2 separate regions of the Mus musculus genome follow, and region 2 is linked to region 1. A link is a contact called in public HiChIP or PLAC-seq data. All regions are on one chromosome and are shown on one strand. Each heading gives the region's core, a stretch centred on a gene start, on an enhancer-like site or on the middle of the called end of the contact. The rest is flanking DNA. Distances are from core to core; before and after follow the strand shown. Region 1 overlaps Foxp4 (forkhead box P4). Region 2 has its middle 6.4 kb from the start of Treml2.

The links. HiChIP or PLAC-seq counts read pairs in DNA pulled down with a chosen protein or histone mark.
Region 2: a contact with region 1 is called in an H3K27ac HiChIP or PLAC-seq map of large pre-B cells, with 3 times the contacts expected there. The contact joins two enhancer-like sites. A contact is called at or near these places in 1 of 39 promoter capture datasets (the C10 cell line) and 1 of 115 datasets of contacts at active chromatin or transcription factors (large pre-B cells).

What each region holds. Positions count from the first base shown.
Region 1 is chr17:47,872,181-47,875,248 of GRCm38.p6, reverse strand. It overlaps Foxp4 (forkhead box P4), which reads left to right. Exons shown (of 17, transcript NM_001110825.1): 13 at 513-614. Among named protein-coding and RNA genes, the nearest start is that of Gm25201, 33 kb to the right of the region's middle. Within about 2 kb of position 1,573, at least 109 of the 459 cell types and tissues checked have an H3K27ac peak or open chromatin away from gene starts, as enhancers often do.
Region 2 is chr17:48,292,152-48,295,086 of GRCm38.p6, reverse strand. No RefSeq gene overlaps it. Among named protein-coding and RNA genes, the nearest start is that of Treml2, 6.4 kb to the left of the region's middle. Within about 2 kb of position 1,431, at least 43 of the 459 cell types and tissues checked have an H3K27ac peak or open chromatin away from gene starts, as enhancers often do.

The DNA of each region.
Region 1 (3,068 bases), core at 324-2,823:
GCCTCCTGCGGGCTGTAGCATATCCTGCCTGAGCTCACTGGGTCCATTCCCATTCATCTTTATTGTCCATATGCACAGGGTGACGCTCACTTCTGCATACGTACACTAGCTCGCACTTGCTATTCATAAACACAAGCACATGCCCTTACACACGTGGCTATTCTGTGGTACTTCCTACAGACGTGCGTTCTCTCAGGGCGCACTTTGCCCAAATAAAGAAAATCCCCAACCGCCTCAACAATAGTGCTACCTCAGGCTAGGGCGCATGAAGCCCTTTCTCACCCCCAACCGTGAAGGGCTCCCATGTCTTTTTTGCACATGCGCAGTCTCTGGAGGCCCGGCTCCCAATACCCTCAGCTCTCTTAGCTCATTAGCCTAGCGGGGAATCCCAACCCGCCTCTGGGTCTCCTGTCCTCAAGGATGAGTCAGGGGCTACATAAAAGGGTGGAACACAGGGCCGTGAGGCCCCCAGATCTAGTCTGAGGGTCTCTTTGCCCTTTCCTTGCCTGCAGGCCATTCTGGAAACTCCAGATCGGCAGCTGACGCTAAATGAGATTTATAACTGGTTCACCAGGATGTTCGCCTACTTCCGAAGAAACACGGCCACCTGGAAGGTAAGACCTGCCCTATCTCCCTCATCCTGACTTTCTTCTCTAAACCGCCACAGTCTACTGAGACCAAGGCTACCTACTACTTTGTCCCCTCAACAGTTCTGCAGAAATAGCCCACCAGGTCCACCAATAGCCCTCACCCCGGTCCCCTCAGCAGCAACTCCAGTGTTCCTAACTTGCTATTTTGTACATCGGGGACTTGCGTATTGTCGCAGATGGTCTTAAAACCCTGGGTTTAATGATCGCCCTGCCTCCACCTCCCTGAGTGCCAGGATTTCAAGTGAACATCACCACACCCTGTTAGACAGTTGCTAGGTGTGGAATCCAGCCCTGTGTGTGCGCTAGGCATGCACAGTGTCTTCCTTTTAATGACCTTGGCCAGCCTCGCACTGTCTCTTTAACGGGAAGAAATTATTTCTCTTTAGTATGGTACAAAGAATTCCAACTCCCTGAGACAGGGCCTCTGGAGGGTTGACGGTCAGCTCAGTGGCAGGTCCTGGGGTAAATCCATGGCTCCAGATTTCATAACTAATCCAGTCTAGGAGGAGGTTCAAAGGTGTATACTGGCCCCAATACATGGGTAGACTGAAGTCTATAGACCACTCCCAGGGACACAAATGGATACATACAGCACCCAGCTCACCAGTGGCAGGGAGGTAATTGTCTCTATTCAATTAGTCACTTAACACTTTCAGCTATAAGCATTTTCCTTGGAGACCAGAGGAATGCAAGGACCTAGGAAAATGGGCCAGAGATGTAGGCTGGGACACTGTTCTATGGTCGATATAGGGTGTGCATGCGCACCATGTGTGTCTTGCACTATGAAGCAAGATGAGAAGGTGGTATCTAAATTAAGGCGGAGTTGGACGAGGAGGAGGAAGTGGGGGGTGGAGTATTGGCCCTTTCAGGAAGTCAAGATACATGAGAGGGCGTCTCTCTCTCACTCTCTCAGAACTCTAATTGTATCCCTGGCTCTCGGGTCCTCCTGCTGGCCTGTGAGAAAACTGCAGCCAAACAGACCTCCTGCAGTGTGACGGGTTTCTCCACAGTGGAACGGAGGAGGCCCTCCGGGCCAGGGCACCGCCAAGCACTGGGTGGGATCTGCAGCTGTCCAGCCTTTTCTACCTTAGTAATGTGCAAAGGACTACTAGAAGGGCCTATCATGGCATCTTCCCTTTCCTGTGCCAACCTCCCAAAGCTTAGACTATGCAGCAGGGGCAGCCACTCTGATTGGCTATGAGTGATGTCACTTCCTGGCAACCACAGCCCTGCCCTCTTTTTGAGCTAGCGTTGTGTTTTAGGAGCCACCTGGTCCAGCCTCCAACGTCTAGGCCAGGTCAGATGGCAGACTTTACAGATGATACAATCCCATCACCTAGAGTTGAATATAGCGTAGAGCTGGTTCAGGCAGCTTTCATAGCTTCTCAGTGGCCATGCCGAGAGCCTCACCTTGATCTGTTTCATCCCTCACACACAACCCTAATCTGGTCCTGATATAGTGTGGCTTGTTGCTACGTGGCACCCTGGGGGGTGCCACACTGCCCTGTCCGGTCAGACTGTACTGGCTTGAGATCCACACTGACTTTGAGAGTTCTTTTCAGCCAGCCAACTTCATTCATGCTACTGGGGAAAGAGTAGCCTGTGGTTTCTTCCCATCTATTTTGCACCTTCTCCGGGTCATCTTTCTCTACATCACTTGGGTTTCTTGATCCCCACCCCCACCCCTTCTGGTCCCCATCCATAGACCATGCCGGCTGCTTTAGACCTAGGGTATCCAGGCTTGGGGGTGGGCGTGTGCCAAGCCAGCTGCCATTTCTTAGGGACAGAGCTACCATCTGCCAAGTGGATGGTCCTCAGCAGCCTTCCTGTGTCCATCCCCTCCTAGGGCCTGTGTTGTGGGCCCATCCTTTTGTTTACGCAGCCCCCGCCAGACCCCTTAAATTGCCGTTAATGTTTCAGCGTAACGAATTAGTCTCTCGTCACGAATCAGGCTTCGAAACGAGGGAAAAAAAGCCCCGGCGAGGCCACCCTCGGAAATTGGGGTCATTCTCATTTGCAAAGCGGAGGATCGGAGCCCCGTAATGCGGGCAAATTTATTCCGAGGCAGGAGCCCCGGCGTGATTAGGCCCTTTGTAATTATCGCTCCGTGAGATTCCACTCCAGCCGCCCGCCTCCCTCGTGGGTTAGCAAGCGAGTCGGAAAAATACACAGGATTTAATTAGAGGCAAATTAAAATTGGTAATGAAATCGGGCCAGTTGCAAGAGGCAAGAGTTGGATGGGAGAGAGGGAGAGCAGATCTCCAGGGGCACCCGCTGCCTGCCCTGCCCGCTTTCTTCCCCGTTTAGAAATGTAAAGAAGAGCCGGGATAGGCGGGTTGGAGGAGACTGGTGGGGGACATGTAATGGGGACAGGGCTGGGGCTGCTGGTGAGAGACAGAAAAACTGAGAGCAGAGATA
Region 2 (2,935 bases), core at 182-2,681, 420 kb before region 1:
CCCTGATGTAGTGGACATTCTTCTTACAGTTTTTCCTTTAGAAAGTGAAAATTATATAGGATGGACCATTTTGTGTCTGTGTTTGTTGTTGTTGTTGTTGTTGTTGTTGTTGTTGGTGGTGGTGGTGGTGGTGGTGGTGGTAGTGAAAGCCTATATATAATTGTAATGACATATTTTTGGCTATTTCAAAGAAATCTTTGCTTAACCTAAGATCACAGACTTTTAATCATTTTATAAGATATAATCCACATACTGTAAAATCAACCCATTAAAAATATATATATTTCTGGGAGCTAGAGATATAGCTCAGCTGTAGAATGCTTGCCTTCCATGTGTGAAGCCTTGGCTTTCAATCCACAGCACTGCATAAAAGGGCATGGTGAAACACCAACCAATGTAACCCCAGCACTCGGGACAACAGGCCTGGATTCAAATTCATCCTCAGCTACACGGGAAGTCTGAGGCTATCTTGGGATATAGGAGATCCTGTCTAAGTAAAATGTATAAGCCTGATGTCTTCAGGGACTTCTGGCAAGATGACTTCCTGGATTTCTAGACAGGCTTCTCTCATGCAAAGAAGGATGAAAGCAAAAACAAAGAAAAAACAACAACAACAACAAAAACCCCAAGTAGGTGCTGCCTAAAGCACTGGGGGTGGCAGGACATGACGGCTCAGACAGTGTCACGCTTACCACCCAAGCACTAGGACCTGAGTTGGTATCCCTATGTAAAAGCTGAGTGTAATGTCATGAAGTTGCCATCATAGCAGAGATGAGTGGAGACAGGCGGATCCCTGCAGCCCATTGTACAACCAACCTAACCATGTCAGTGAGTTCTAGGTTCTGCAACAGACCCTGTCTCAAAACAAGGTGGATAGCCACTGAAAAGCTTATGAAACATTGACTTCTGCCCTCACCCACATACGTGCACCTGCATTCATATGAGCACACACCCAAATGAACACATATAACACACACACAGAGTCAGAGACACAGAGACAGAAAGACAGAGAGACAGAGAGACAGAGAAAAAGACAGACACTGGAGGAACTACACCAGAGCTTCAAACAGAGAAAACCACAAAGACCCAAGATGACCTCGCCTAGAACAAAAGGAGGTGGGGGATTTCTGGAGAGATGTCTCAGTGGGTAAGAGCACTGGTTGCTCGTCCAGATGACCTGCGTTCAGTTCCCAGCACCAGCATGGTGGCTCACAATTGTCTGTAACTCCTTGTGCCCTCTTCTAGTTTCTGCAGACAACTAATATGCACACAGTGCACAGGTGCACAGGCAGACATCCAGGCAAAACATTTTACACATACAATAAAAATTTAAAAAAAAAAAGGAAGTGAAACACTTTGCGTGCCTGTTCTGAGGCTTCATTGAGATCTTCTAGGAAACAACAAAGTCTTCCTATGACAGGGAAAGGTAAGCTAGATGATGTCATCAACCTCAGAAGATACCACAGACAGTAGAAGATTTTGCTATTGGAGAATCCTACAGCCCTCAAGGACCTTGAACCCAGTATAAGGACCATATACTTCTAGCATTGCTACAAGGTAAGGAGTTCAACTCTCTAGCCAGGCCAACATTACATGGTACCATTGTCAGGCTGTAGTATATCCTGATGGCATGTCCCACACTACCTGCCCCAATGTTCTGGATTCCCTAATGAAAGACACACACACACACACACACACACACACACACAGAGACACACACAGACACACACAGACACACACACAGACACACACAGACACACACACACAGACACAGACACACACACACACACACACACACACACACACACACACACATACACACACACACATACACAGCCTTTATATTTTAATATGCCTTAACCAGCACAGTAGCTGGATCACTTCTTAAACTCTATGCACTTAATCCTCCTCCTGCTGAGAATCCCAAGTCATCACTTCCTAAACTCTATATTCTACCTTGGCTGCCCTGGACCCAGTTGGGCAGCCCTTTGGACCAAGCTCTCCTGGCTCCACTATGGCAGCTATGCCTCCCTTCTCTTCTCAGGCATGATGTCTCCTCTCCTCCACCTCTCCTGTGCATGGCAGATCTCATCTCCTCCTCTTCCTTTCTATCCCAAGCCCTGGAATCCTCAAGTCTTGCCTCTGTCTGCTCTGCCCAGCCATTGGCTGCTGGCATCTTTATTTACTAATCAGAACCAACTGCAAACAATTTTGGGGACACAAATTAACATAAGACTACAGGCAGCATTAGGCCAAACCCACTACAAATAAGTTCACTAATCTATCCCCGTACATCTAATTTCTTATAATATTACTCAATCCTCCTTTTTTCTTTTCAACCCCCTTCCCTTTACCTAAAAAAGAAAGGATAGAGAAGAGGAAAGAAAAGATAGAATTCCCCAAATCTAAGCTCTCTATTGAGTTTCCTCTTTGTCTACATTTATGACCAATTCAAAATTATCCCTTAAAATGACAACCTATCTATAATTTATAAAATAGCCATAACCAGACAGTCAAACCCAAGGAATCAGGATGACAACTCTCCATAACTTCTTCCTTTCCCCCATGCCCTTTCTCTCAGGAAAGGGTAGGAAAATTGGACAAAACTGGTTAGACTTAAGAAAGCTAGCTTTAGCATTTGTTATCCAGTCTCTGTGTGCTTAGCAAGTTCAGGGCTTAACTGAAGTTCTGACTGAATCCGTCTGAACTATTCCTGAAGCTGTTCTGATGAGGCAGGATCAGGCCGGGAGCTGGATCACTAAGCATCACTAAGGATGAATCTTGTCAGAGCTGCATCTCAGTTTAAAGGAAAGTGAAACACTCTCTGTTCCTGTCCAGATGCCTCACTGGGATCTTCTAGGAAACGACAAAGTCTTCCCATGACAGGGAAAGGTAAGTTGGATGACGTCATCAACCTCAGAAGATACCACAGGCG